2 separate regions of the Sus scrofa genome follow, and region 2 is linked to region 1. Evidence: chromatin contacts called from public HiChIP or PLAC-seq data. All regions are on one chromosome and are shown on one strand. Each heading gives the region's core, a stretch centred on a gene start, on an enhancer-like site or on the middle of the called end of the contact. The rest is flanking DNA. Distances are from core to core; before and after follow the strand shown.

Region 1 (7,253 bases), core at 4,237-6,736:
TGTTTATGCTATTCAGTGCAAGGCTTGCTTTGCTTGCAGTTGCAAAGTAAGGTTGAGTGGTATAGTCTCTGGGAGGAGAATTCCTCTATCTTTGTGGCAGAGTATATTTCAATTTTTTCTGGGTAATACTAGATGAAAGGGATGCCATTATGACATCCTTATTGTAGGATGACCCAAATCATGATAGGGTATTAAAGTGAACTTCTGTGTTTGTTAATTAGGAAAATATCTTCTAGAATCAGGTGCTACTTGTGAGTGATGGAAATAATCTGGGCATGGCCCATTTAAGGGAACCTCTCTGAGTTAAGGCAAGGATTTCAGAGATACATAAAAAAGAACTAGTCCTCATTGTGAGTCAGCTATACTAAAAAAAAAAAAAATTAAAAATTAAAAAAAAAAAAGAACTAGTCCTGGGGAGAGGTAGAAAAGCTGTCAGTTGGTGTTCCCAACTTCGCTACTCTGCTGTTCTTTTCCACCTTTCAAACTTGGGTGTAAACTCAGCCCTTCACTGCAACCTCTTCTCTATCTCTTCTCTTCCCCACAGACATCAGGCTGCGAGTTCGGGCTGAATACTGCCAGCATGAGACTGCTCTACAGGGGAATGTCTTCTCTAACAAGCAGGACCCACTTGAGCGCCAGTTTGAGCGCTTTAACCAGGCCAACACCATCCTCAAGTCCCGGGACCTGGGCTCCATCATCTGTGACATCAAGTTCTCTGAGCTCACCTACCTCGACGCATTCTGGCGCGACTACATCAATGGCTCGTTACTAGAGGCACTTAAAGGTGTCTTCATCACAGACTCCCTCAAGCAGGCTGTGGGCCATGAAGCCATCAAGCTGCTGGTGAATGTGGATGAGGAGGACTATGAGCTGGGCCGACAAAAACTCCTGAGGAACTTGATGCTGCAAGCATTGCCCTGACCTTTTCCCCCCCTCTCACTTCTTTGGGGACTTCTCAGCACCCACCTCTGGAGCTTACATACTGTTCTGGGGTTTGTTCTCTACCCTTTCAACCAATCACACCCCTGCCTTTTTTTTTTTTTTTTTTTTAAAGGAAAAGACAAAGGAAAAACGGAAGTGGTGTTCCCCACCCCTCCCTGCACCCATGTGCCTGGGCTTCCCCTTTGTTTCCCTTTTCCACTTACCCCCTCATGTGTGTCTCTACAGCCACCTTGCCACTGAGCCGTAAGACAAATGTATAGGGAGAAGCAAAGTCTATAGCACATAGTCTTTGTAAGGGATTGAAGTGATCTCTGCTTTTGGGTGCACTGAGGGGTTATCAGTACTCCTGGCTTTATGAGGGCTCTTAAATTTTGTCTGAAAAAACCAAAGGGCTGTGAGTAGGGAGCTGTGTGGAAGGTGGGACTCTGGAGTGTATTTTGGAAATTAATCACCACCCTCTCCCAAATTATAGAATTTTTAAAAAACAAGCTGTGGCCCTTTCCACTCTCTCCTGGCCTCTGGTGCTGCTCCTTTCTGCCTTGTTTCCTCCATTCCATGGCTTGAAAACTTTGCCTGGTATGGCTCCTTCCTTTTCCCTCTTTGTCAAACCCTCTTCAAAGGAGTAATAGGTAAGAGGACTAGGTCAGCCCTACAGTCACCCTCCCAACTGTGGTGTGTGTGTGTACACACATACACAGGATGGATGAAGAGGTTGCTGGGTTAAAATACACTCCCCCTGAAAAGGGGAAGGGGGAGTGTGACATTTTCTTTCCATGTTCAAGTGAAAATAAATAATGTACCCTGCAGCCCTTTTCCCCTTTGCTTTCTTCTGGCTTGGGCAAAGGGCATCACAGGTGAAAGTGAAGTGATTCAGTATCAATTCCTTTCTTCTTTTTCCTTCCCCATCCTTTACCCCCACACCCACTCCCAAGCTTGGGAGCATGGGGCTGGGAGATGCACTGAGTGTCGCACTTTTATTTAGGTAGGAAGGCATGCTGAATGAGCCAGGAGGCCTAGAACTGGAGCCCAGTGCAACTGGTACAACACCCCCTCCCCTTTCAGCTTCAAAAAGGGATGTCCAGACACAGACTTTGTGATTATTATATTTTTTTCAATGCCAGTGCTGCTCAGCCCTCAGCGTAACTTCAGTTTTCATGAAATAAACAGTGACTATATAAAATTCTACCTTTCTGAAACTGAAATCTGAGCTTAGGTGAAAGTTTCTTCTTTCCCAAGGAGCTGAGCCTGTGTTTCATCAAGAGACAAGGTTCTCCAAGTGAGGGGAGCTGCGCCTGGGTCCTGCCTACAAGTCACAGCAACACCAGCTCACAATAGGGGTCTCAACTGACAGAAGTCAGAAGTCTTAAGACAGTGGGTGACCCAGACTGCCATAGAGATCAGGCCTGCGGTGCTGGAACACAGGCAGGTGTTGGCGCAACTGTCGCAGATAATTGAGGTCAATTCGGGCAAGGCAGAGGCCTGGTCCTTCAGAGCAGCGGGCCACCACCGTTCCCCAGGGATCTACCACCATGCTATGGCCATAACTTGCTCTCTTCTCATGGTGGCGTCCACACTGTGCTGCCGCCACTACATAGCACTGAGTTTCAATGGCTCGGGCCCGCAGCAACACCTGGGGGGATGAGGAGACAAGCGTTCACTTAAGTACTTGTAGCAACTTGTGGGGAAGTGATAGATCATGGATATTACAGGCCAGTCTACCCGCTGTGACCATTCCGATTATTGCCTGTGAATGATTTACTATGTTAACTATTCTGAGAGGCAGCAATCTGGGGAGGAGGAGATCTTTTAACTGGTAGAGCCAAAGAAGAATGAGGTTAAGAGAAGGCCCTTGGGAGTTCCTGTTGTGGTTCAGTGGAAATGAATCTGACTAGCATCCATGAGGATGCAGGTTGGATCCCTGGCCTCCCTCAGTGGGTTAAGGATCTGGCGTTGGCATGAGCTGTGGTGTAGGTCACTTGGATCCTGAGTTGCTGTGGTGTAGGCTGGTGGCTACAGCTCTGATAAGACCCCTTGCCTGGGAACCTCCATATGCTTTGGATGCAGCTCTTAATGTTCTGAAGAGGTGTCCTCTTACCTCCCAGTGGGCTGGGCCTGTAACAGATCCAAAAGCTGAAGGGTAGGTAAGTATTTCTGCTCCAGCCTGAACCAATGCCAGAGAGAGTTCAGGGAACCGCATGTCATAGCAGATAGCTAGACCAATCTGGAATGAAGAACAGCCTATTTAGCTCCCCTGCCCTGTTTGTCACAGCATCTGGTCATTCCCCCCTCTTCCCCACTCCCTGTCTCTCAATCCTCTATTACTACTTCAAAGTATTCCTATTCCCCTCCCTCTTGTTTCTCTCCCACCCTCACCCCTTCACAAATCCCACCTTGCCTGCTGGTGTGCTGACCGGAGGCTCAAGACTGGGCCCAGGTATGGTAGAGTTGCTTTCACACATAGGCCCCTGCCCTGGAATCTCAACATCACACAGATGCGTCTTCCTGTAAGTGGCCACTACTGACCCTAGAGTAAGAAGAAGTAAGAGTACTCAGTGCTGGTGCTCTAGAAGACCAGCTTGGTTCCTCTCCTCCCAAGGAGAAGAGAGCTTGTAGGCTAGGAACAGAGGTACAAATGCCCTTAAAACCCTTGCCCAAGGGAACAGTTGAGAAACAAAATTCTGGAGAATCTTAGCTTAGGTAGAAGAGCCTGAGAAGAGGCAGGCTAAAGAGTTACGAGGTCTCACCCGTGTTGTTCAGAATCACATGACAATTGTAGATTTTCTGAGTCTGCTCCCAGTCTTGGCCACGCTCATGGAAACCACCCAAGGACAGCCAGAGTCCACATTCCCTGAGGGGGAGGGGACACTGACAACTCTTCTCAAGTCTCTACCCTCATATCTGGCAATTCCGATATTACCCAAAAAGAAACTACCTCTCCCTCCCCCTTTCCCTGATACCTGGCAAGCTGGGTATATTCTCCCAAAAGTTTCCCACCCAGTGGCTCAGACAGGCGTAGCGTCTCTTCAGGGTCCCTTCCAATGAAGTCAAATGCCTCAGGCAGGAAAGCCAGGCAAGCGCCCAGTCTGGCAGCCTCTCGAACCAGCTCAGCACATGTTTTAAAGTTCTGCTGCTTGTCCGGTGTGGATGTTACCTGGCACACAGCCACGAGGGGCAAGTCCCAGGAGGAAGAGGAAATAGCCATGGATCTGGGTCTGTGAATGGCACAGGCAAGACTCAGATTTCCTAGAGTGGGGAAGCCCGAGTTTAATGATAAGGGGCTTAAAGGGGGAGGCAGGAAAGCTAGACTTCCCTTTAAACCTGCTCTTACAAGGCACAATGATCCATGCAATAAGGACCCACTGATCAAATGTTCTGTGAGTGGCTGGCACCCCAATGTTTCCCAACATCTATTCATTTATTGAGCATCTACTATGTGCCAGGCACTGAGGACACAACAAAACATGTTACCTGGGCTGAGCACAAAGTATTGAGAGTCGAAGTATCCGGAGCCGAGGACCCAAAAGAAGGGACAGGAGCTGGTGAGGAGGCCTGATGATGAAGCCCAGCCTGAAGAAGGTGAGAAATCAGGACACCAACCCCACCATCAAGCAATACATTTCTAAGATCCTTTGGTTTCTCTCTTCATACTGTGAGGCTGAATCTGGGCACCACCGGTAAAAACCCCTAAGTCTTTAAGACACTCGTTAACTATGGTTAATCACGGCTACCGGAAGAGAGCACAAAGTGGGAAAATCGAGGAAAGGGCTCTGCGCAGCATTCGAATATCTCGACTTCCAGTGATCTCACATTAAACTGAAGTCCTTTTTCTCAGCCAAACGTTTCCGCAGTTCAAAAGTCATCCTCGAGATATTTCCTTGATTTTCCCAGCCTCTCTTATTGACTGTGCACCTGCACAGTTTTACTGACTCAAAGCATATTTTCCCCCTTCCACCAGAATCTCTGAGAAGTTCACCCTACCCCACCCCGCCGCCCGTGCCTCACCACCCGCTGTGTGGGCAGAGGGCACTGGCACCCAGATCCCAACCCGCGCCCCGCTCTCCAGTTAACCCATCTGGAGACTCTCTCAGGGGCAGCGTCTCTGTTGCACAAGATAAAGCACCACAGGTGTAATTCACCGCGGCGGGCGGGCTAGGTAGCAGGTCCTACATGAAGGCACGGCCAAAACCATTAACAGGATCCGAACCGAACAGGGGCCTGGAAGAAGAGGAGCCTGGCGCCGGGGGCGAGTGGGCGGTAACTCCGAGACCGGACGTGACGCAAGGCGGGGGCCGAGCTGCGCAGGCCGGAAGCTCAGCAGGCGGTGAAGATGGCGGAGAGCAGCAGTCGCGCCGGCAAGAGCAGCGGGAGCGGCGCGGGGAAGGGGGCGGTGTCAGCCGAGCAGGTGAGGAGCTGGGAATGCGAAGGAGGGCAACCCGGCCGGGTCCGGAGTCGATGCGAGAAGAGGGGAGAAGCCTATGGTTGGTGTACGCCTTTACTATAGTCGCACATTTGCGTGGCCACCCAGAGAGGGGAAGGTCCTTGTAGAAGCTAGCCGAGCCCTTGGGGAGAGATAGGCGGATTGGTAGGTGAAAGCCACGCCCCCTTGGGGGTGTTGGGTGAGCCGAGGGGTGGGAGGGAGGAAGCTCTAGGGAAGCAGAGTCTGGGAGGTTGCACAGGTCTGAGGGAAGAAGGGTGGTCACTTTCCCCACTTTGCCTCCGCACTCTCAAACAGGCTGTGGGTGAGCAAGGCCAGTTCATAAGGAATCCCAGGGAGTTAGTCAACGGGTTGATTGTGTAGTCTGTTACGTGACCCTGAAACCACGTTTAAAACCGTCGTCACTCCGCAGAGCCACGTGACTCACATACGCGAATAGTCTAGTGTTCCATACTATTTTGATTCGGGAGTCATTATTGCACTGAATTTATTTAGAGACCAGAAATCCTTTACTAATCCGAGCTTACATTTCCCCAGTGCCTAGCATCCGGAAACGATTGAAAAATAATCAGAAAGCCCTTTGTTGCTTGGGAATCATGATTTACTAATAGTGGATCTAGTGTTTACTTGGAGTGGGAAGAAATCTGCGTAACAGAAAGGAAAACGTAGTTAAAACAACAGCTTTTTTGGTTATAGGTTCATTTATCAGTTATTTGTTAAACAGTTACTGTAGCAGAGGTATCTGCATAAAGATTTTAAAAATTGACCCGTGCAATCAGAGTTCATAGTCTGGAGGGGAAAATGCTAGTATGAGGTAGAAGAGAGATATACAGCCCTATGGGATTTGGGGGAAGGGGGAAGAGAAAATTCCTCTTAGGGGGAAAAAGGCAAGGGAGAAGGAACCTAATACTTTTTGAGGGTCTGCCGTGTGTTAGACATTCTGCTGGGTATGGGGAAACATAAATGAAATACGGCCTTGTAACCTTGTTTTCAGGTTAGCTCACAGACTCATTTGCAAAAAGAAACCAAACATTAAGCTTTACAGTGTTCTTCACAGGGCTTTTTCTTCTTTTTTAAAATTATAGTTGATTTACAATGTTTTACCAGTTTCTGCTGCACAGCAAAGTGACTCAGTGGTACCTATAGGTACATTCTTTTTAAAAATATTATTTTCCATCATGGTCTATCCCAGGAGATTGCATATATCCATTCTAAATGTAATAGTTTGCATATACTAACCCCAAGCTGCCAGTCTATCCCACTCCCTCCCCTCTCCCCCTTGGCAACCACAGGTCTGTTCTCTGTGTCCTCACTGGGCCTTCTGCTAGAGGAGGGACCCCTAACTAACTAAGCAGGAGATTGAGATTGGGGATTGGGTGGTAAAGGGAAGTGTGGAAAAGTGGGGTGGCTAAGAGTGTAAGGAGTGCAATGGGTTCAGACAGATCTGTGTTTGAATTACATTTCTACCTTTCACTGTTACTTTCAGATTAGAGAATTATGAGTTTATGGATAGTGGACAAAGCCATGGTTGTGGAGGAAATCCTCTAGAGTTTGCACAGAAAGTGAACAAAGAAGTAGAATAAGAGTGAAATCAATAGTTAAGTGATGGTAGAGAAAAAGAAACTCAAAAGAGACTGAAGAATTTTGATAATTGAGTTCTGAGGCCATTCCTTGCTTAATATTCTCTGACCTTTTTGTTCCAGAGAGAACACTGGGTAAAAAAAAATATTATAATTGTCACTGCTGCAAATTTGAGCCACATAGGCAAGATGGAAGCAAATAACACATCAAACTAGGCACTTGTTTTATCTTCTGTTATTTAATTACTGCTATTTGAAGTAGCTGTATTATTGTCAGGATGAGTTTCAGACTTAAT
Region 2 (6,261 bases), core at 522-3,021, 98 kb after region 1:
TGAGCTGTGGTGTAGGTCGCAGACACGGCTTGGATCCCAAGTTGCTGTGGCTCTGGTGTAGGCTGGTGGCTACAGCTCCGATTAGACCCCTAGCCTGGGAACTTCCATATGCCATGGGAAGCGGCCCTAGAAAAGGCAAAAAGCCAAAAAAAAAAATTTTTTTTCTCCAACAATCACAGCCCAGAGTGACTGGTCCCTTCTCTTAACTCTTCTCTCTGCTCCTCTTTAATACTGCACTCATGTGTTCCTCTCTCCAACACTAAATTCCCTTGAGGGTAAAGAACAGAGTTTTGCATATGGCAGGCACCCAAATATTTGTTTCAATTTAGTAATACAAAATTTCTCTTTTGGTAACATATTGTCCTATTTCTTTTGTTAGTCTTGGAAGTAGATTGTAGACCATTTGAAGTCAGGGATTGTGGTTTATATTTATTTGTATTCCCCATAGCACCCAATAGGTGCTTCGTAAACACTGCTTTAACTTGAGTGGAACCAGAAGTAAACCTTTGGACCAAAGAAATGAGAACAAAGGTGAAAGAAGTGAAAGGTCTAAGAATACCACTGTTTTGGAAACAAGTGTGTCCTTACAATCAATGAGATAAGATTCAGGAAGTTTTCCCACAGGCAAGCTGGATATACCAGGATCACTGAAAATTAAATCATTATGAAATAGCAACTAGAAAGGGTAAAGGTGTTGAACACTGAGTTTCAATTAAAAATGATTTAACATTTTCGTTGGAGTTCACTGGTGGCACAGGGGGTTAAGGATTCCATGTTGTCTCTGCTATAGCTGAGATTCCATCCCTGGCCCGGGAACTTCCACAAGCCGCCAGCCGGCTTCGCCCTGTTCCCCCTCCAAAAACCCTTAAAAAAATAAAAATGACGTAACAATGTAAATATTAACAGAAAGCTTGGGTATCAACATAGCCTGTAGAAAGAAGGCTTAACACAACTATTAGTCACAGTGAGAAGATAAGAGAAGATACGCAGTCACAGGGTTCTGCTGACTGATCAAACGTGTGAAGGACATATGCAGTCACTCACAGTGATGTTTATGGAGCATCTGTATGTCAGTTGCTTTTCCTACTACGGAATTGATCCCTTTCCCCTTTCTTTTCCCTTTCCTCCTCTCTGCGTGGCCCTGAATGCTGCGTATGGAGTGGACAGCGGAACAGTTTAGGAATACTGTCAAAGTATCACTCCACTTCTCTCCGGGTCCTCTCCCCCGACCCTAGCATATTAATATATGTGGTTTTCACTTGCTAAAGGATGGAACCAAGGTTTCTGCAGCACTCAGCATTTTACATTTGAACAAACAAAACCAGACCTGTCTCCCCCTCGAGTCCCCAGAACTAATACCTTCCCTACCACCTTCTTTAAGGTATTCCTTTAATCTTCCAGCTCCAACTCAGAACCCAGCCAGTCAGAAAGTCCCTACTTCAGGAACCTTGCCCAATCAGAGTGTCTTCACCTGCGCGGAAGGTGAGGCTTGTGTCTCCTTACGTGACCGTCTCCGGGGCCAACCAGCGGCGGCTCGGGCTTGGAAAGGCGCCAATCCGCCCCAGTGGGGAGTAGTGGGAGGAGTTGCACCTGGCTGACGGTGAATCACTCAATGGAGCGGCGGTTCTCTCCACCAATTGGAATGTGCAGAGGCGGGGCGCCAACCAATCGGGCGTGAAGGGACGGGCAGGGCGGGGCTCGACCTAGCTACTGGAGTTCAGTCCCGGTGCTGCTGTGGGCGAAGCTGTGTCTGTTCCGTGGGCTCCGGCCGTCGCTGTCGTATCGGGATCTTGACCGTGATGGGGACAAAGGCGAAAGTCGGGAGGAAACAATTACTTCTCTTCACATCAGTGATCTTGTGTAAGTTCCTGTTGTTTTTGGAGGAACCCATGGATCTAGTCGAAGCTTGGAGGGCGTCGCTCCCCACACCTCCGGCCCGCGAGAGGGGAAGGGTTCGGAAACCAGCTCGCCTCACCCTCCTAATTCCCCCAGCTCGTTCCTCTTCTTTCTCCTTCTTCCGCTGATGAGTGGCTGGCTCCCCTCCCCCCACGGGTGAAGCGTGACTCCTTCTTTGTCACTCACTGGGAGGGAGCTGCCTGTTTCGCACATTAACCAAAAATAACGGAGAGAGGCTAGTTCGCCCTTCTCCAATCCTTGCTTACTGGTGAGGGCTGGTGGGCGCGAAGGCCCTGCCCACATATATCTACCTAGCCGGGATCACGCACCTGGGAATGGCTATCCCTCACACCATCACGCATCCAACGTCTGCGAACAACCGAGAGAAATAGGGAGACTTTCATTCGCTGAATCCCTTAAGGAAGTTCTGCTCCTTAAGGATTCTCAGAGAAGATCTAATAGACGTGGGGTGGAAGTTTCTTTCCCAGCTCTTGCTGAAGGGCCTCTTTAGCTTTCCCCTCTATCTTTGGGTTGTTGTGGTTGCTCTGGTAAAAGTGCTTGGCTCAAAAATCTGGAAAAAAAGGAAATACAAGTGAAATCTGAAGTTTCGCAGAGCACAGCACTCAAAGTTCCTTGCTCGAATAACTACTTCAAAAGTCCTTAATAAATGTTGTTGACTGATTGACTATTCCCTGGGGGAGGTCCTGTCTTTTGGTTGGTTGGAGCCTTTTCAGCCTGAACTCTGCCCTCCCTCTGGCCATGTTTGAGAGTTTTTGTTTCCTTTGTAAACTCCCTTTCCTGTGGAACAATGAAGCTCACTTGCTGGGGCATGCCTCTATCTATAGATATGTTTGTCCCCAGCTGAGTGTATGGTTTGTGCCTTGGTCTACCTGTGTCAGCACCTGTACATTTAACCGTGTGATTCTTGCGTGCCTATATGTGTGCTTCTGTGGATAGTTGTGTCAGTAGGGGACCTGTAAGAGTCTCCATTTTCCCCTCAACATCCGAGTTTTAGGACATGTAAAAGAAATGAACAATTACAATCAATATTGTGGTTATAAGGTAATTACTTTGCTTAATTTGAAAGGTGCCCTTAGAACAGATGGATTGACTACCCCTTTGTCCCTTATCACAGAAATTTAACCCTTGGGGTGGACTGGACTAGTGAAAAGTCAATTCCTCTCCCTATTGTAGAGATGAGGAAACAGGTACAAAGAGGGGAAATGACTTTTCCAGACTGACAAAAGGAACTGGGAATACCAAAGTCTCCTGACTCACTTCTCCTTTTTCCACTCCTGGGTCCAGCATCTCAGGTACTCTGTGGTACAGGAACCAGGATATCAAACATCCAGTGCCCCAATTTTTCTTTTTTTTCAATTCTTCTTTTCTGCTAAATTCTTTCTTTTTTCATTCTACTCCTATATTTCTCTTTCATTCTCTCCTGTATTTCCTTTTTTTTCCCCTTCAAGTTCCATTCTTTTTCTCCCCGTTTACTTCTGTCTGTATCTTAGAACTGCTAATGACACCCATATTCTTTTTTTTTTTTTTGGTTCTGCATGGTACTTGGTACTAAAGATTTTGCCAACCCTTGTTGCTGTACAATACCCACCCACCCCCTGCCCCAAACCTAGAAGTTTCTGAGTCAGTAACTATTTGTGACAGTATTCATCAGGCTTATAAGCTTCCTAGAGCTGCATCCTTCTCCCTTTCTCTTTTTTCTTTCTTTTTCTTTCTTTCTTGCTTTCTTGCTTGCTTGCTTTCTCGCTTGCTTTCTTGCTTTCCTTCCTTCTTGCTTTCTTGCTTTTTCTTTCTTTCTTGCCAAAGATGTGGCATATGGAAGTTCCCAGGTTAGGGGTCAAATCTGAGCCACAGCCACAGCAATGCCAGGTCCGAGTCTCTCGTCTGCAACCTATACCACAGCTTCCAGCAATGCGGGATCCTTAACCCACTCAGCCACAATGGGAACTCCTCTCTTCTTTCTTTTCTCTCCCTTTCTTTTCTGTAATAATCACATCCTGACACTGAACCCTTCTGAGCTTGGGAATGTCCTCTACTCTGTTCAGGGAATTGAGAAACAGTGGTCTAGGAGTTCCCACTGTGGCACAACAGGTTAAGGATCCAGTGTTGTCTCTGTGGCAGCATGGGTTGGATCCCCAGCCCCACAAAGTGGGTTAAGGATCCCTCACTGTCGCATCTGCGACTCAGATTTGACCCCTGGCCTGGGAACTTCCTGTATGCCATTGTACAACCAAAAAAGGGGGGGAGGGAGAAATAGTGGTTTAGAGGGAGCTTGGGATGGTTGCATTAGCTTGACAGCAGATCCAATCCGTGTCTGAGACCTGCACCATAGCTCATGGCAACACCAGATCCTTAACCCACTGAGTGAGGCCAGGGATCAAACCTACGTCCTCATGGATGCTAGTCAGATTCGTTTCCCCTGAGCCACGATGTGAACTCCTGACCTTGTCACATTTAAATAGGGCTAGACCCTGTGTGTGTTGGTGTGTGTGTGATTTGATTAGCACAGTGAAGATGGAAATAGCACCCAGGCTACCTTACCTTTCCACCTTATATATGATCTTAGGCTACTAACTCAGTCTTTAAATCTGTAAAACAGAAGTAATAATACTTGTCCTAACCTTGTCCTAGGATCAACTAGGATAATAGCTACATTACATATACATGAAGGGATTATTACTTGGTAGCTATTATCCCCCTTGGATTTTTTGAGGATGAAACAATGCTGCCCATAGCAGAGCAGGTCAAAGAAGCAGGGAGAGGCCTGGCTAGATTCCAGAAGGCAAGAGTGAAAAAGTAGGGGTTCTTTCTTGGGCATCTAGTCTGTCTTCTCCCTCTGGGATATTGGAAGCATGTATAGGATGCACGCTTCAAGTGGGCTCTGCCACTGGGGAGGAAGAAGAAAGGATCCAGCAAAGGCCCAACCCCCGCTGGGGGAAGCTAGCGGAGAGGAAGGGACAGGGTTGGAGAAGAAACACTGGGAGAACCCTGCTTGGGAAAAGCAAAGCTGGTGGCTCAGAGTACTAGCCTCCCTTTGCCTAGAACACCTGTGCTTAGGAACATTTCCAGCTGTCTCCCAGGAAGGAAGAGGCATTTCTGTTTAGCAGGGTGGTACGTGCATAGGATGACTTTTGGTGTAACCACAGGGGAGAAAGAGGAAATCTGCTTTTGCATACCCTCGATTACCTGAGTGTAGTGTCCCCACAGAGGCATTCCAGAAGGGAGGACTGCTGCCCGGTTCTGGGTCAGTCCATGAGTCCTGGTGTTTTCTACTGATGTTCCAGACTCCAGCCTTTCTAGTTTTGCTGTTCACGGTTAGACTTACCTCACACTGTGGCTTGGTGAGTCACTCCTCTTTCCCCCTCCCTCTGCTGGGGGTTCAGTTTTACTCCCAGGAAATTGTTCCCTTGAAACCAGAACCTAGAAACTAGTGAAGCAATAATTTGGAACTAGGAAGTGAATGGTAGTGGAATTCCAGTGACTTAATCTCATCCCCCCTGGCTCCAGAACTCTTTCACTTTATGACGTTTCTCTTCAGTTTCTTTGTGATCTGGGCTTGCCTGGGGTCTCCAGCCCAGTTTTGTTTTGGGATGGATCTGCTGTAATTTATTATTTATTTGTAAGGTTTTTCTATTTTTTTCTAGGGCCACATCCGTGGCATGTGGAATTTCCCACTCTAGGGAGTGAATTGGAGCTGCACCTGCCAGCCTATGCCACAGCCACAGCAACACCAGACCTGAGCCACGTCTGTGACCTACACCACAGCTCATGGCAACACTGGATCCTTAACCCACTGAGCGAGGCCAGGGATCAAACCCTCATCCTCATGAATACTAGTTGGATTCATTTCTGCTGAGCCAAGATGGGAACTCCTATTTTTTCTATTATAGTTGATTTACAATGTTCTGTTAAAATTTCTGCTATGCAGAAAAGTGACCCAGTCATATACCCACACACACGTTCTTTTTCTCACATTATCCTCCATTACAGGATGATCTGCTGTAATTTAAAACAACAATAATGTTTATTTATTTAGAATAGGTTAATACATTAACATGGTTTGAGAAAATGATATTAAAGGAGTTGGGGGTACTCCATACCTCCCCTAGTTTCCTATGTATCTTTCCAGTGTTTTTTTCTGCAGTCGTCAGTATATATTACTATACATTTCTTTCTTTTTCCTTTTTTTTTCTTTTTTTAAATTTTTATTTATTTATTTATTTCTATTTTCCCACTGTACAGCAAGGGGGTCAGGTTATCCTTACATGTATACATTACAATTACATTTTTTCCCCTTTTTCTTTTTTTTAATTTATTATTATTTTTTTTTATCTTTTCTCTTTTCTT

The links. HiChIP or PLAC-seq counts read pairs in DNA pulled down with a chosen protein or histone mark.
Region 2: an H3K27ac HiChIP or PLAC-seq map of alveolar macrophages shows a contact between it and region 1. The contact joins the promoter of F11R here to the promoter of NIT1 in region 1. A contact is called at or near these places in 3 of 47 Hi-C or Micro-C datasets (liver and skeletal muscle) and 1 of 2 datasets of contacts at active chromatin or transcription factors (alveolar macrophages).

What each region holds. Positions count from the first base shown.
Region 1 is chr4:89,321,571-89,328,823 of Sscrofa11.1, forward strand. NIT1 (nitrilase homolog 1) reads right to left here and starts at 5,487. Exons shown (of 7, transcript XM_005663174.3): 1 at 5,147-5,487; 2 at 4,411-4,509; 3 at 3,900-4,154; 4 at 3,687-3,790; 5 at 3,333-3,466; 6 at 3,038-3,163; 7 at 2,028-2,572. The coding sequence starts at 4,144. The coding sequence ends at 2,306. PFDN2 (prefoldin subunit 2) reads left to right here and starts at 5,211. Exons shown (of 4, transcript XM_001927323.6): 1 at 5,211-5,344. The coding sequence starts at 5,270. DEDD (death effector domain-containing protein) reads left to right here. Exons shown (of 6, transcript XM_003355092.4): 6 at 545-2,122. The coding sequence ends at 921.
Region 2 is chr4:89,423,330-89,429,590 of Sscrofa11.1, forward strand. It overlaps F11R (F11 receptor), which reads left to right and starts at 1,772. Exons shown (of 10, transcript NM_001128444.1): 1 at 1,772-1,860. The coding sequence starts at 1,800.